Linked DNA regions of Mus musculus: regions 1, 2 and 3 are each linked to region 4. The links are chromatin contacts, called in public HiChIP or PLAC-seq maps. All regions are on one chromosome and are shown on one strand. Each heading gives the region's core, a stretch centred on a gene start, on an enhancer-like site or on the middle of the called end of the contact. The rest is flanking DNA. Distances are from core to core; before and after follow the strand shown. Region 1 has its middle 50 kb from the start of Gm34148. Region 2 has its middle 18 kb from the start of Gm34148. Region 3 has its middle 11 kb from the start of 1700018A23Rik. Region 4 holds the start of Tigar (Trp53 induced glycolysis regulatory phosphatase).

Region 1 (3,124 bases), core at 247-2,746, 290 kb before region 4:
GAGCAGCACGTTTTGTTTTCCCAAATAAACTATTACATAGCAATGTGTCAAATAAAACAGCTAGAAAGGATTGATCCATTGACTCTGTCATGCTAGCCGGTAGCTCCTCAAAGAACTTTGGCTCCCATGAAGCAAAGCTCGGAAAACATCAGCCAGAGGTCCAGGATGGAGCTCCCTGCTCTACATACACAGCCCTTCAACCTGGATCTCATGATCTGATTCCCAACACCCTACTGGTTGCAGGCCCCGACCCTCCCTTAACGTACACGTGTACAAACATCTCTGTGAGTTCTCAACTTTCAAATGGGCATATTAAAACTCACAACTGCGGTGAAAATGAATGAATCAATACACGATGAAGCGCAGTATACGCTCGGGACACCAGCAGAAAGGACTTGGAACAGTCCGCAGCACCCAGGAAATTGAGCATTTGTACTCTTTCGCCTCTGCTGATTTTGTAGATTAGCTTGTGACAGCCTAACATAAAAACTTAATAGTCTCTGAGTGGTGTTCTTAAACAACCATGGAGGGTTTGGTTGGTTGTTTTGCTTGTTTGTTTGTTCGGTTGGTTGGTTGGTTGGTTGGTTGGTTGGTTGGTTGGTTGGTTGGTTGGTTTTGTTTTGTTGGCATGTTTGTAGCTATCTGCCTTTCATGCTCAAAGACAACAGAAGACATGACACTGGGGGCTGCGCTGAAAAGAGGCCACCATGTTAGTTCATCAATTAGGCTCCACCAACAAGCCACACGTGGTACTCTAGCTCACTGCCCTTCCTCTTGGAGCATGCTGTCTTGGATACCCTGTGGCCACGTTTCCTCTGACAGTCACTGTCCATATGTTACCTTGTCTTGGAACTGTCTAGATTCTTTATCCACAAAACCTACTTGCACAGCACCCCGTCTTCTCTGAGCCTTTGAGAGAACCCATGCAGAGGGAAGTTTAAAGGCTGTCAGACAGGCAGTCAGGACAAGGGTAGATAGATCCTTCTCAGCAGTTGACACTGACACCCCTACACCTGGGCATGTGTTCAATTCACCCTCGCAGGAAGTCCTGCTGCAGAAAAATTTAGAACAGTTGTCCCAAGGGAACATCATTTCTCTGTATCCTTGCTTCTAGGAAAGATGTATATGACCGTTTAGATGTTGATCATGTGGTTACTTTCCAGTTAAGTCTGCACTAGACTCCAGCTGTAGGTTCTGGTCAGAAATGTCTGTTTCACAGATGCGTCTACACAGTCCCTGAACAAGAGCAGAGAAAAGTCAGCAGTGGGCTCATGGTCACTGGCTTGCTCCTACCCTCAAATGCCTCTCAAATGTTCCCTCCAACTCTTATAAAGGTAAACGTTTCATTGGGGCTGCTTACAGTTTCAGAGGTTTGCTCCATTAGTGTCCTGGAGGAAGACATGGTGGCATGCAGGCAGTCACGGTGCTAGAGAAGGAGCTGAGAGTTCTACATCAGAAGTAAAGACAGCCACCAGACCTGGTTTGAGTTTCTGAGCAAAGCCCAACCCAAAGCGACACACTTCCTCCAACAGGACCACACCTCCTCCAACAAGGTCACACCTCCTCCAACAGGACCACACCTCCTCCAACAAGGACACACCTCCTCCAACAGGACCACACCTCCTCCAACAAGGCCACACCTCCTCCAACAGGACCACACCTACTCCAACAAGGACACACCTCCTAACAGTGCACTCCCTATGGACTTAAAATGGGCCATTTCTGTTCAAACCACCACAGGCTGTTCATTTCTTCTGGAGCTTGTCTTTGGATTCCCTGTAAGCTGACAGTCTCAAATATTGTTGTGGTTCTTTACAGCCTTGACAGTAATCACTGAAGCCATTGATCCACCACAGTGCCTCAAAGCCCCACTCCTAGATCATCAGGCCAGTGAAACCCCCATTCTGAGTGAATTTATACATTAGGTTCCTCCTCCTCTGTATCCTTTATTCCTTCCTCCTCCTCCTCTTCTTCCTTCTCCTCCTTCTCTTCCTTCTCTTTTCCTAAAGTGTCTTATTCTGTGGGCCAGGCTGGCCTCAACCCAATCCCCCTGCCTCAGCCTCCTGAATGCTGGGGTTATAGGCATGATCCAACACACTCAACAATCCATCCTGACTGTCATTTTGGCCTGCTTGCTTGTTTTCTACTTCAAAAGCTGTGGTTGGGTTTTCCATATTTTACAATGAAAGTCTTGTTGTTCCCGGTCACACATAATTGATTTGTGATCGGCGATACAAAATAATTCTTCCATGACCTTGGACAGAATATCAATGGTGTGGCCAGGATTTTTGTTTTTTTTATGAAGAGTGAGCAAACATTTTTAAATGACTAATAAATAACCAATGTCATACAGGGTTTCTGGATAGACAGAGGGGCTTTTGTAGTTCTGTAGAAGTCTTTATTTCAACTCACAGTCTGTTTTCTCCAGAAGTGAAATAGTTCAATGCAGTTGGATGCCTGAGAGGAGGGCTGGGAGAGACCAAGACTGGGATAAAGGGGATAAAGCAGACAGACTGAGTCCTCGGTCCTCAGCGCTAGGTGAGCTGCTTCTTCAGGGAGAAGCTGGCAGCAGCTGGCTTGAGGTTAAGGTCTCAGGACAGAGAGGTGGACAGTAGTTGTCAAAGTCCTCCACTCCATTGGTTCTGGGCTTTTGCTTAGGCAGAAGCATGTGGCAGAGGCTGCTCACCTCATGGGTGGCAGGAAACAAAGAGAAAGATGGAGACACAGCTCACCATCAGCGATTCTCTGCCTTCAGGCAAAAGTACCCACAAGCTGGGGGTCAAGCTCAGAACAATGAGTCATTTAATGGGCCACTTCGTAGCTAAATCATGACTTGAAGGAAAGTTGGAGGTACTAAGAGGAAGTGGGTGGGGACATCTCAGGGAACAGGGGTACATGGACTCTGAGCATGAATGGTGGGAAGCACACGAGATAGCCCATGTTATATAATGCATATATTACCCTTCTGTCTGGCATACCCAAACTAACATGTTTAGTTTCTTAACCAACATTGTTAGGCCTACGTGTATCTGAGTGAACTCTACCTAACTCAAGGGTACAGACAATCGTTTAGGAGCATGAATTTGCTACTACAAAGGGATGAAAAGATATAAATGTCATCTTA
Region 2 (3,333 bases), core at 110-2,609, 320 kb before region 4:
TTGAGCTCTAAAGTGCTAGTAAATTGGCCAAGCCCTGCCCTCAGCTCCTCCCTAGCAGCTTCCGTGAAGCAAGCCCTTCTCCCTCTCCGAGTTCCCAGGCTTTTCTTTTGTGAGCCAGCAAGCACTGCTTCTTGTTCTTCTTACTGGATGTATTCAGAATCCGTTCAGATAGGTTTTTAAGCCCTTGAGGGTAGGATTATCTGTTATTTTGCTTTTGTATCCTATCCTCTTGTGGCCCAACAATCAGTATAAAAGACAGATCTGGTCCTGCCAGCATTCTGGTTTGAATTCTTTGTAACTTCTCCATCCTTCCCACAGTGACTCTTAACCCAGTTGAATGGGAACTGGGAACAAGAGATTGGTGTCCATTTCCAAATCCTGGGAAGAAATGAAATATGGGTTGAAGCAGCAGAAGCAATGTATTATTCATCGAAAGGAAAGCTTGAAGTAGCTGCTTCCAAAATGCATTTCCTTTCTGGCAGGGGCCTGAGGCAATCCTAGAACTCACGGCCCGTGGGAGAAGACAGGATTTTGAAGTTTGGGAAGAGTGCACGAGATTTTCATTCTGATCAGTGGAGTCAAAGGTTTGGCTATTGTGTTTCTTTGCGAAACCCTCCCAGTTAGCTTTCTGTTGCAATGATAAAACACAAACCAAAACAATGTGGGGAGGAGAAGGGCTTGTCTCCTCTTAGAGATTTCAGCCTATTCTGAAGGGAAGCCAAGGCTTACGGCAGGAGCTGGAAACAGTAAATATGGAGAAACACTGCTTCCTGGTTGCTCCTAGATTTACATTCCGAGACTTTCTATACCCCAGGCCAAAATGCCTAAGGATGGCACCACCCGTGTTGGGCTAAATGCTCCTACATCAAATAGCAATCAAGAAAATTCCCCACAGAAAATTCCCCACAGTTATGCCTGCAGGGCAACATGGTAGAGGGAATTCTTCAGCTGAGGTTTCCCCTTCCCAGGTGTGTCAAACTGACAAGCAGGATTAACCATCACCAAAACGTTGACCTAAGGAATAAGATAATGCCACCTCTGTCACAAGCCAACTTTCAAATATTCATGGCTCTGTGCCTGTTGTGTTCTGCTCAAAAGCCCTACCGTGAACCAGCAGGGCTCTTCAAGATGTTTGATCTCCTATAGATCAAGTGCCCCTCATTTCCCCCCTATAGAACTGTCTTAGCTATTCTTGGCCCTTTGTTCTCATATGTTATTTTTACTATAAACATCTTTGAGGAAATCACATTCCACCTACTGGCTGCAATTAGACTTGAGTCATAGATTACAGAGAGTTGACAGTGACAATGAGTCCTTCATCTCTTATTTGCAGGGTCTGGGGATTGTCTACCCCATAGCAACCACTCCACTCTGCCCTTTTGTTACTGGCAGAAAACTCTTCTCTCTGAATAGATAATGTGCAGGTCTGAGGCACTCCTCAATGCCTCTTGATGACAGACTCAAACCGGGGCAGTGAGACACGAGGAGAGTTTCATAGGAAAGGCTTAAATTTGAGTGGCTGCATGACAATAGCATCCAGGTGATGAGGACTCTACATGAAGTCCACCCTGCCCAGAGCACAGACTTGGGGATAAAGCCATGTTGGAGTGACAGAGAATAACGTTGGAAACAGCCTGACAGTTTGATGGCATATCTGAGTTGCTAAAGTAACTGATCCCAGACCCAAATAAGTTAGATTAGACGTCCTACTATGTAAGCCAGTTGTTCCACTTACTTATGTTTTTGTATGTATGCATGTGCATGTATTTCAAGATTAGGGGACAGCAGTTAGCTCTCTCCTTTCACCATGTCAGTCCCAGAATTTGAATCTAGGTCATCAGTCTTGGTGGCTACCATGTTTACCTACTGGGCCATCAGACTGAGTACATTAGTGATTGATTGATTGATGATTGACTGATCTTACATCGATTGAGATGGAACTCAGAATCTCATGAATGCCAGGAAAATGCTCTATACCTAGACCTAAAAAATACTCTTTAAGACATTTCCTGTTGAATATGTTAGCATACATGTAAGAACATCCTAATTAACATGTCGGGTATTTTTCATTTCCTTCAATAACCTGTCCACCACTTACTTATAGAGACATTTTGTCCATTTTTGTAATCAAGACATTTTTACTCTATACTTTTCTGGAGACAGGTATAAGTATTGATTTCTTTGTTGGTCTAAGATTAAGTTTAGAGAACACTTGATGCTAATAATTTATGAGGTCCAGTATAAGATGTCATGTCACCTGTAAATAGGGCAGTTCTCCTCTCACTTTAAAATTCTCATACCTATTACTCATTCCCATGTCTTATTGTATTAGCTAAGACTTCAAGTACAGCATCCAAAGGACTAGCTCTACTTGCTTGGCTTAGGTAGAGGTGTTCATTCTAGACCATCCACAGTGAGAGTTCAACAGGGACACCACATGGGAGTTGGGCATTACAAGCAAGGTTGCAATGTATTTTTTACAAATATTCTTCATTAAACTAATGTGCTTTCTGTGTACTAGTGGGTCGAGGCATGGTTGCGAGTATGACAGGAGGCTAAAAAGCAATAGACGTGAGGCAGAAGCTTACTTTTCACCCTGAAGATGCTCAGTGGTAAGCAGTTCTGGGTGTAAAGATGGTGCCACAGTCAAGCCATTCCCCGTGCTTTCCTTCACATGTCAAGAAGAAGCATTCCCTGAAACCTGCTGTGGGGCTGTAAAAACTCAGGGGTGGGGGATGGGCCTAAGGCCTGTGATCCTGCCTCTGCCTCCTGAGCACAGGTGAGAGCCACCACACTCAGATTACCTTGCTTTTTCAATTGATGGCGAATGCAGAACTTTGTCTTTCATGCAATTAAGTTTTATATATATTAACTGTGATTCATTTCTGTTTTTGAAGGCATAGTTTTCTTTCATGTTTTGTTTCACTTGCTTTTAAAACTCCCCATTTTGTTTGTAGATATCTAAGTAAGTGTACAATGCTCAAAATGTGTGTGATATAAATTATCAAGAAAAGACAATCTTATGAATGTCTCAATATGAAAATTTTATGACCTTAATGTGTTCCATACAGGAGTCTACATAAATCTAATAAATAAAGTTATGATTACTTTCTTCAAAAATTATAGACTGTTGGGCTCATATTTTCTAATTGAGAAATGCCAAGAATATTTTTATAAATGTATTAATTTATTATATCATTAACAATTTATTGTTAGAGCTGGGCAGCGGTGGTGCATGCCTTTAACCCCAGCACTAGAGAAGCAGAGGCAGGTGGATCTCTGTGAGTTCAAGGCCAGCCTGGACTACAGAATGAGGTCCAGGACAATCAAGAC
Region 3 (3,150 bases), core at 27-2,526, 300 kb after region 4:
TTTACCTCTTTCCGAGATTAAATGCCCATCAACCATATTGAGTGCTCCGTTGCATTTCCTAATTTGCAGCGTCTACAAATACATGCGGTTAGGATACAATCCAGTTCTGTACAAAGATCCTTTCTCTTTTGTTGCTGTGGTGGAGGGATATGGCTGAGCCCCTTGACTTTCGTGGGAGGGAGCATCCTTAAGCTGAGGAATCCTCTTACTGGCAATCATACATACCTTAGGATTTCTTCTTGGGTTGTACTGTCTGGTGTCTCCTCTCCTGGCTGAAGCCATCCAAACACTCATGTCTGTGCCATACACAGAATTCAACACTATGATACCTACCTGCAACCAATCCAGACAAACAGTAAAGTTATTTCTGGGATACAGGAAAACTGTCTGCGGGCTATCTGCCCTAAACCAGAAACCACAGCACAAAGAAGCATGCTTAAACAATCTCAGGACTTGGGAGGCTGAGGCAAGGGGATTGTCAGAAGGTTGAGGCCAGCCTGGGCTACAAAGTGAGTTCCAAGCCAGCTGTGAGTCTAAACGAAAGGAAAACCCCAAACAGAATATAAAATACAAACCTTCAGAACTGGGAGTGGTGGCTCACACCTATAATCCCAGCTCTAGGAAAGTAGATGCAGATGTAGCTCAAGATCAGCTTCTACTACATATCAAGGTCAAGGCCAGCCCAGGCTACCTGCTACCCTGTGTCTAAAGGCAAACTCCCAAAGAATCCACTGAGGATGTTCCAGACGCATCAGGCCCAAGAGGCCGCGCTACGAGGACAGAGTGCTTAGTAGACAGACTTTTCAAATGGGGACGTGGGCTAACTCTGAGATGCCTCTAGGGGCTTTTAGAAACGCTTACGGAGATCTTGCACAGCATGGATTCCTGTAACAGATCCCTTAATACAGTATTTTGAAATGCCCATGTTATTTGGGCTGTAAGTGGCCCATGATGGTGGTTAGGTCAGTTAGGTCTCCTATTTAGAGAGCACAGGAACCTAAGTCATGTTTAAACTCCTCCACCTCCCATTATTATTGGTCTATTTTTAATTTTCAGTTGTTTTAGGGGTGGGGATAGAGCCCAAGGCCTGGTGCAGGACAAGCAAGCAGCCATCACTGAGGTACCCAGCCCTAGCCAGAATTTTATAAGCAACTTTTTTGTATAACACTTTGTCTTTCAGAATGTCTTTCTTTTTTAAAAAACATAAAACCACAGTGATGACAATATCTTATGTTTCCTGAATGTGCCGAGCCTTTGACAAGGTTGGCTCGCACCTCATAACCACACTGCAGAGGAAATGGTTGATTTGTTTCACTTTTTGAAAACAAGGTTTCACTGTATAGTCCCAGATAACCCCGAACTTGTGGCAGTCATCCTGCCTCAGCCTCTCGAGTGCCAGGATTCAGGGAAAACCTCACTGTGCCTAGCTTGTTTGCCTGTTTATTGTAGCACTAGGGCTCCAACCTAGGCCCTTGCCCATGCTAGGCAAACACAAACCACTGAGCTATATCCCAAATCCTAGTCGGTGTTATAAACTCTCATTTTATAGATAAGAAAAATAGTTCAGAGAGGTAAACTAAATTGCTTTAGTTTCCCTAACTAGTGAGTAATGAACTTAATTTCTTAAACAACCCATACCCTTTCCAGCACTCTCTGGATGCCTGTGGTGGTCTAATCTATAGACCAGAGTTACCATAATTAACCTATCAATCACTACAAATTATTTCATTAATACGCTTATGGTTGTGACATCTAGGGATGTTGGTGGTAGTGATTATAGCACTTTGAATACTAATGGCTCAAATAGGGTTTTGAGTATCTTGTTACCAGTTGGTGGAACTATTTGGGAGGGATTGGAGGCTGTAGCGCTGCTGTTGGAGGAGCTGTGTCTCAGGGGTTGATCTTTGAGGTTTCAAGAGATTTGTGGGATTCGCAGTGCACTCGTGTAGCTGCCAGCGACCACGGGGTACTGAGTTCCTGAAAGCAAAGATGGGGGTTTGGATGGGAAAGGCTTCGAGAGAAATAAGGAGCCAAGACAAAGTTCTCTGATCAAGGCCAATGTTGACTTATGAGTGTGAGCTTATAAAGGGGTGGGGACCACCCATCCCCCACCAGGCCAGCATCTCATTGCTTTGTCAGGATCACATCAGGAAGACAGGTTCAGTCTCTCAGCAGTAGTGGCATCTTGGAGGAAACCACAGATGTGGCAGGACAATAGACTTTACCTAGGTTGGAAGACTCCACCCTAGATGGGCTAGCTGGCTGTGGCAAGCTAGGTTTGAGGCAGCCTGCTCAAGGCTGGGGGAAGAACACACACTTCCAGCAATGGGACAAGGGGCTCTCAGAGGCTCAGCAGAGAGAGGCCCAGGACTTATTCCTCGAGTTGGTTCGCAACGTGTTCTTCAGTAACTAGTTGCCCTGTAACCGCAGCATCCTTGACACCCGTGATGCCAGGGAGTACCCTTTTATATTGATATGTGGCGGTTACCCTTTAGTCATTAGCTGATGGCTGGTTCCTTGTTTTCAGGTCTGGGCTACTGTGAATAACGCTGTCATGTTTTGCCTTTTATTTTATTTGTTATTGTTATTATTATTATTATTTGTTTTTTTCGAGACAGGGTTTCTCTGTGTAGCCCTGGCTCTCCTGGAACTCATGCTGTAGACCAGGCTGGCCTTGAACTCAGAAATCCGCCTGCCTCTATCTCCCAAGTGCAGGGATTAAAGGTGTGCACCACCACGCCTGGCCTTATGTTTTGCCTTTTAATGAATTGGAGTTAGGGTTTGATATACACGTACTAATACACAAACATGAAGGTTAAGGGGGAAAGAGGCAACCGAGACACACCCCAAAGCATGGGTGTGGTCTCAAGGAGGGTTGTTTCCTGTGCAAGGCCATATGAGAACAAATGGAGGTCTTCATTTTGTAGACGTTGTAGCAGAGTTGCTGTGTTGTATGGTAACTCTGTTTTTAGCCTTTTGAGGGCCTGCCCGCCTGTTTCCTAAATGGGGCTACATAATTAGTTATATTCTGTCCCACAGGGTTGAGCAGATTCTTGTTGCTTGCCTTTTGTTTTTGAAGGAGAACCAGGAAATCAAGGCGTTATGTTCTGAGCTACATAGATCTCTGCCTCCAAGAGTTGGTGATTACTG
Region 4 (3,439 bases), core at 574-3,073:
CCAGCCTCAAGATCTGGATCACAGCCATGCTCCCATTTTTGGACTGAAGTTCATTCCAGACACAGTCAAATTAGCAACTGAGAATAGCCATCACAGTGTCTCTTCACATCAATAAGACCCTAACTAAGACAACTTCTTTTAGATAACATTAGCTTGTGTCAAATTGACATAGAACTAGCCAGTATATTGTTTTATCATCATCACATCATCATCATCATCAGACAGGGGCTAACAATGTAACCCCTGATGCCTGGAACTCCCTGTGTAGACCAGGCTGACCTAAAACTCAGAAGATTTTCTTGCCTCTGACTCCTGAGTGCTGGGGCTAAGGGTATGTGCCACCATACTTGGTAAAAATAAATATAGCCAAAAGGGACTCTTGTGCCCTCTCTTTGGCTATGAGTCTGTTGAAACAATGGATCCCAAGAGACTGGGAGTCTCTCCATCTCTCCGGGAATCTCTTGCTGGAGTGAGAAAAAGTCCTGAAGGCAGTCAGAGGAGGGAACAGTCTCTGGAAGGAACATCACTTGCTAGAGATAGGCAGAGATGAGACATTCCTCTGTGGGCGACTACACCTTGGTGGCTGGGCTGCTTAGGCATGTCTATCTCTTAGCTTCCATTTAAAATTTCAGAGAAAATTTAGGATCCCACCAATGGACTGAGGTGAGGAACAGTGGATACACTGAATAAACCTCTTTTTCCTCCTTTTTTTCCCTCACTATTTATTTGGCTCTCAGTTGTCTTAGGAAGGCTAGATGGCCAGGCCTGGCTGGCTGGGCACAGGCTGTTGACCTCCAGCCCCTATAGCCCTTTTGTCCCTATGTTCCTATTATATGGCTGAGGACTAGAGGCTCAGTCTCAGTCTTGAAGACATCTATTTATTTGTTGATATTTCTTTTTATTTTATGTGTCTAGGTGCTCTGCCTGAATGTCTGTGCATAACGTGAGCCCAGAGGTCAGCAGAAAGTAAATGGTCTTCCTGGAACTGCAGTTACAGATGTTTGATTGCCTCTGTGGGTGCACTGGGCTTTGAACCTGGTTCTCCAGAGGAGCAAATAATCTGGGCTCTTAAAGGGTTAAGCCAACTCCCCAACCCCTCTCGAGGGGTTTTATACAGAACCTTTGTCCCTGCATTTGTTTTTAAGGAAACGACTTTCCTCTAGATCAGTGCAACAGAGATAACGTTCATTACAATAGGAATTATTTTAAGAAATGGTTGAATTAAACTCTTAATACAACAGGTATCAGTGGAGAGCTCTAGAGTAACTTAATTATAAATGATAGCAGCATTAGCGAAAATACTTGGTAATAATGTTTGGGAGGACCAGGCTCAGCAAAGCAGAAGGCAAGAAAGTGGCCTGACAAAAGTCTTTGGTTAAGAAGTTGAGAGAGAAACTAGGTTGGTTTGGATCTACATACCTACTTTGACCTCACTTCCCAGGTAAAGGATAACAGCTAACCCTCAAAGGATGCAGTCTGGCTGTGTAACCACCAGAGGAGAGCCATCGCCTTGGCACACTACAGGCACACTACACCTTGCACGCCTTCCTCAAATCAGTTCAGCATAAAACAATCAAAGCAGTCCTTATCTGTCCCTGGTGCAGGCGGCGGTCTAGCTCTGGCAAGACTCCAGGGCGTTAACCCAGGGCGGGGCCGCGCGCACCTGCCAGGCGCCAATCACAGGTTGGCGCGCAGGAGCGCAAGCGCCACTGGCCTGGGCGGGGCTTCTCCGGTTTCAGGCTCCACCTTTATTGGCAACCCTGTGGTGACGTTCAGCCGCCTCGACCAATAGCTACGGGGCCGGTCCGCCGTGCAGACGGAAGTAGTGCAGGCAAAGTGGTCCCAGAGTCAGGCGCAGCGAGGTGCTGCTGCAGAGCCGGGTCGTGGCTCACGCGTCTTGTGCCAAAATGCCGCGCTTCGCCTTGACCGTTATCCGCCAGTGAGTATCGCAGTTGCCGGGAGCTTCCTGGCCTGGGTCTCTTCTGGTCCCTACGTGCTCCAATCCGGGGAGGGTGGGCTTTCCATGTGCTTTTTCTTTGCATCCTCTCGTGTCCAATCTTTTATCCGCGACACCCTGCGTGAGGAAGCCGGGTCTTAAATGTCAAGAGCCTTGCGTTTTCCACGAGGAAAGAAGTGTGGAGAAGCACACGATCACGGTTCCCAGCCATTGCGAGAAGACATGACCCGGCCTCTCGACTTTTCAGTGTGACCTTTTCTGCCCCCTAGTAAATTCCAGAGTTTTTAGAATTGCTGAGCCACACCTCATCTATCCTATGCTGGTTGCCTTATTTTCTCACCCTCCCCTCCCCCTTTCTCCTTGCATCGGGGGTACTTTTGCAATTTACCTCCCTTCAGAGGCTACAGTTCTGAGGGAAAAAATTAGAGAGTTCGAGATCTCCGTCTCAGTCGACTGCATCACCCTGAACAAACATTTTTATCATGACAGATTTCATGGAGCAGAATCTGGCTTTAGGTCACCTATCGTTTTCCTTCCCAGTACATGTTTGCCTGGTGATGATGGTAGGCAGATTCAGGGTGGGTAAGAGGAGGGAAGTTTCAAGGCGTTGCTTGGTTGGGATTCAGGCTCCTCGTTGGGATTCAGTAGCTGCCTCGTAGGACAGACTTAATCTTTCTGACCTGCGTTCCGATAAGCAGATTGGTGGCAGCAGTCTTTCTAATCTCTCTGGATCTAACCAAATGGAGAGGATGGAGCACATGGAGCAGAGAGGAAGAAATATGCCCGAGAATTAAATAACGTGTTCTTCTGTAAGCAAAGCTCAGATAAAAAGCAGCTGAGTCTCACCTGTGTAGTCAGGGCTTATCAGAACAGCTTCTCGGAGCGGGACTGATTACCGTTTCCGGCTTCATAGGGCTCACAGGAACGCTGACAGCGTTTGAACCTTGTGGCGACCTTCTTCAACGCATGCTTTTTCTGTCCAGCTTCCTCTTTATAGGAAGATGGTCTCCAGCATCATGTGAAGTGGACCTTTAGGATTCAGGGATTTTAGTGGCTAAATTAGAACTCTGGTTCCCTGTGTCTTTCTGTGTCCCTGTGCTTTCTAGAATGTTCCGGGAGATGATACCGCTTTATTGGGAGCACTAAAGGAACATGAACCCCCTTGTCCTCTTTTCAATGTAGACCCTGCTGGGAAACGATCCCTACTTAGATTTTTTTTTTTTTTTTTTTTTTGGTTTTTCGAGACAGGGTTTCTCTGTAGTCTTGGCTGTCCTGGAACTCACTTTATAGTCCAGGCTGGCCTTGAACTCAGAAATCCGCCTGTCTCTGCCTCCCAAGTGCTAGGATTAAAGGCGTGCGCCACCACCGCCCGCCCCCTACTTAGATTCTTAACGGGCAATATCTGTGTGAATATGGAGTATCTGTGATTCACTGGAGAGTAAGGGGAGTCAGACTCCAGGGAACTTAAAGTTGTGGGGCAAG

What was found. HiChIP or PLAC-seq counts read pairs in DNA pulled down with a chosen protein or histone mark.
Region 1: an H3K4me3 HiChIP or PLAC-seq map of the 230-238 cell line shows a contact between it and region 4, with 14 read pairs. The contact joins the enhancer-like site here to the promoter of Tigar in region 4. A contact is called at or near these places in 10 of 39 promoter capture datasets (the 3T3-L1 cell line, the C10 cell line, the HPC-7 cell line and 5 more), 6 of 115 datasets of contacts at active chromatin or transcription factors (the 230-238 cell line, bone marrow-derived macrophages, embryonic forebrain and 3 more) and 2 of 9 other capture datasets (liver and macrophages).
Region 2: a contact with region 4 is called in an H3K27ac HiChIP or PLAC-seq map of extraembryonic endoderm stem cells. The contact joins the enhancer-like site here to the promoter of Tigar in region 4. A contact is called at or near these places in 20 of 39 promoter capture datasets (the 3T3-L1 cell line, 3T3-L1-derived adipocytes, the C10 cell line and 13 more), 3 of 15 datasets of contacts at CTCF or cohesin (CD8 T cells, the NIH/3T3 cell line and stem cell-derived epiblast-like cells), 7 of 484 Hi-C or Micro-C datasets (B cells, CD4 T cells, CD8 T cells and 4 more), 21 of 115 datasets of contacts at active chromatin or transcription factors (the 230-238 cell line, T-cell acute lymphoblastic leukemia, astrocytes and 17 more) and 3 of 9 other capture datasets (adipose tissue, liver and pancreatic islet).
Region 3: a contact with region 4 is called in an H3K27ac HiChIP or PLAC-seq map of embryonic stem cells, with 6 times the contacts expected there. The contact joins the enhancer-like site here to the promoter of Tigar in region 4. A contact is called at or near these places in 8 of 39 promoter capture datasets (the 3T3-L1 cell line, the C10 cell line, the HPC-7 cell line and 4 more), 1 of 15 datasets of contacts at CTCF or cohesin (embryonic stem cells), 14 of 484 Hi-C or Micro-C datasets (B cells, CD4 T cells, CD8 T cells and 4 more), 11 of 115 datasets of contacts at active chromatin or transcription factors (embryonic stem cells and stem cell-derived neural progenitor cells) and 1 of 9 other capture datasets (embryonic stem cells).

What each region holds. Positions count from the first base shown.
Region 1 is chr6:127,396,748-127,399,871 of GRCm38.p6, reverse strand. No RefSeq gene overlaps it. Among named protein-coding and RNA genes, the nearest start is that of Gm34148, 50 kb to the left of the region's middle. Within about 2 kb of position 1,496, at least 12 of the 459 cell types and tissues checked have an H3K27ac peak or open chromatin away from gene starts, as enhancers often do. A contact at or near this core is called in the 230-238 cell line, where this site is marked.
Region 2 is chr6:127,428,252-127,431,584 of GRCm38.p6, reverse strand. No RefSeq gene overlaps it. Among named protein-coding and RNA genes, the nearest start is that of Gm34148, 18 kb to the left of the region's middle. Within about 2 kb of position 1,359, at least 10 of the 459 cell types and tissues checked have an H3K27ac peak or open chromatin away from gene starts, as enhancers often do. A contact at or near this core is called in 3T3-L1-derived adipocytes, adipose tissue and extraembryonic endoderm stem cells, where this site is marked.
Region 3 is chr6:126,809,812-126,812,961 of GRCm38.p6, reverse strand. It overlaps the pseudogene Gm29788. Among named protein-coding and RNA genes, the nearest start is that of 1700018A23Rik, 11 kb to the left of the region's middle. Within about 2 kb of position 1,276, at least 25 of the 459 cell types and tissues checked have an H3K27ac peak or open chromatin away from gene starts, as enhancers often do. A contact at or near this core is called in CD8 T cells, where this site is marked.
Region 4 is chr6:127,107,936-127,111,374 of GRCm38.p6, reverse strand. It overlaps Tigar (Trp53 induced glycolysis regulatory phosphatase), which reads left to right and starts at 1,823. Exons shown (of 6, transcript NM_177003.5): 1 at 1,823-1,939. The coding sequence starts at 1,908.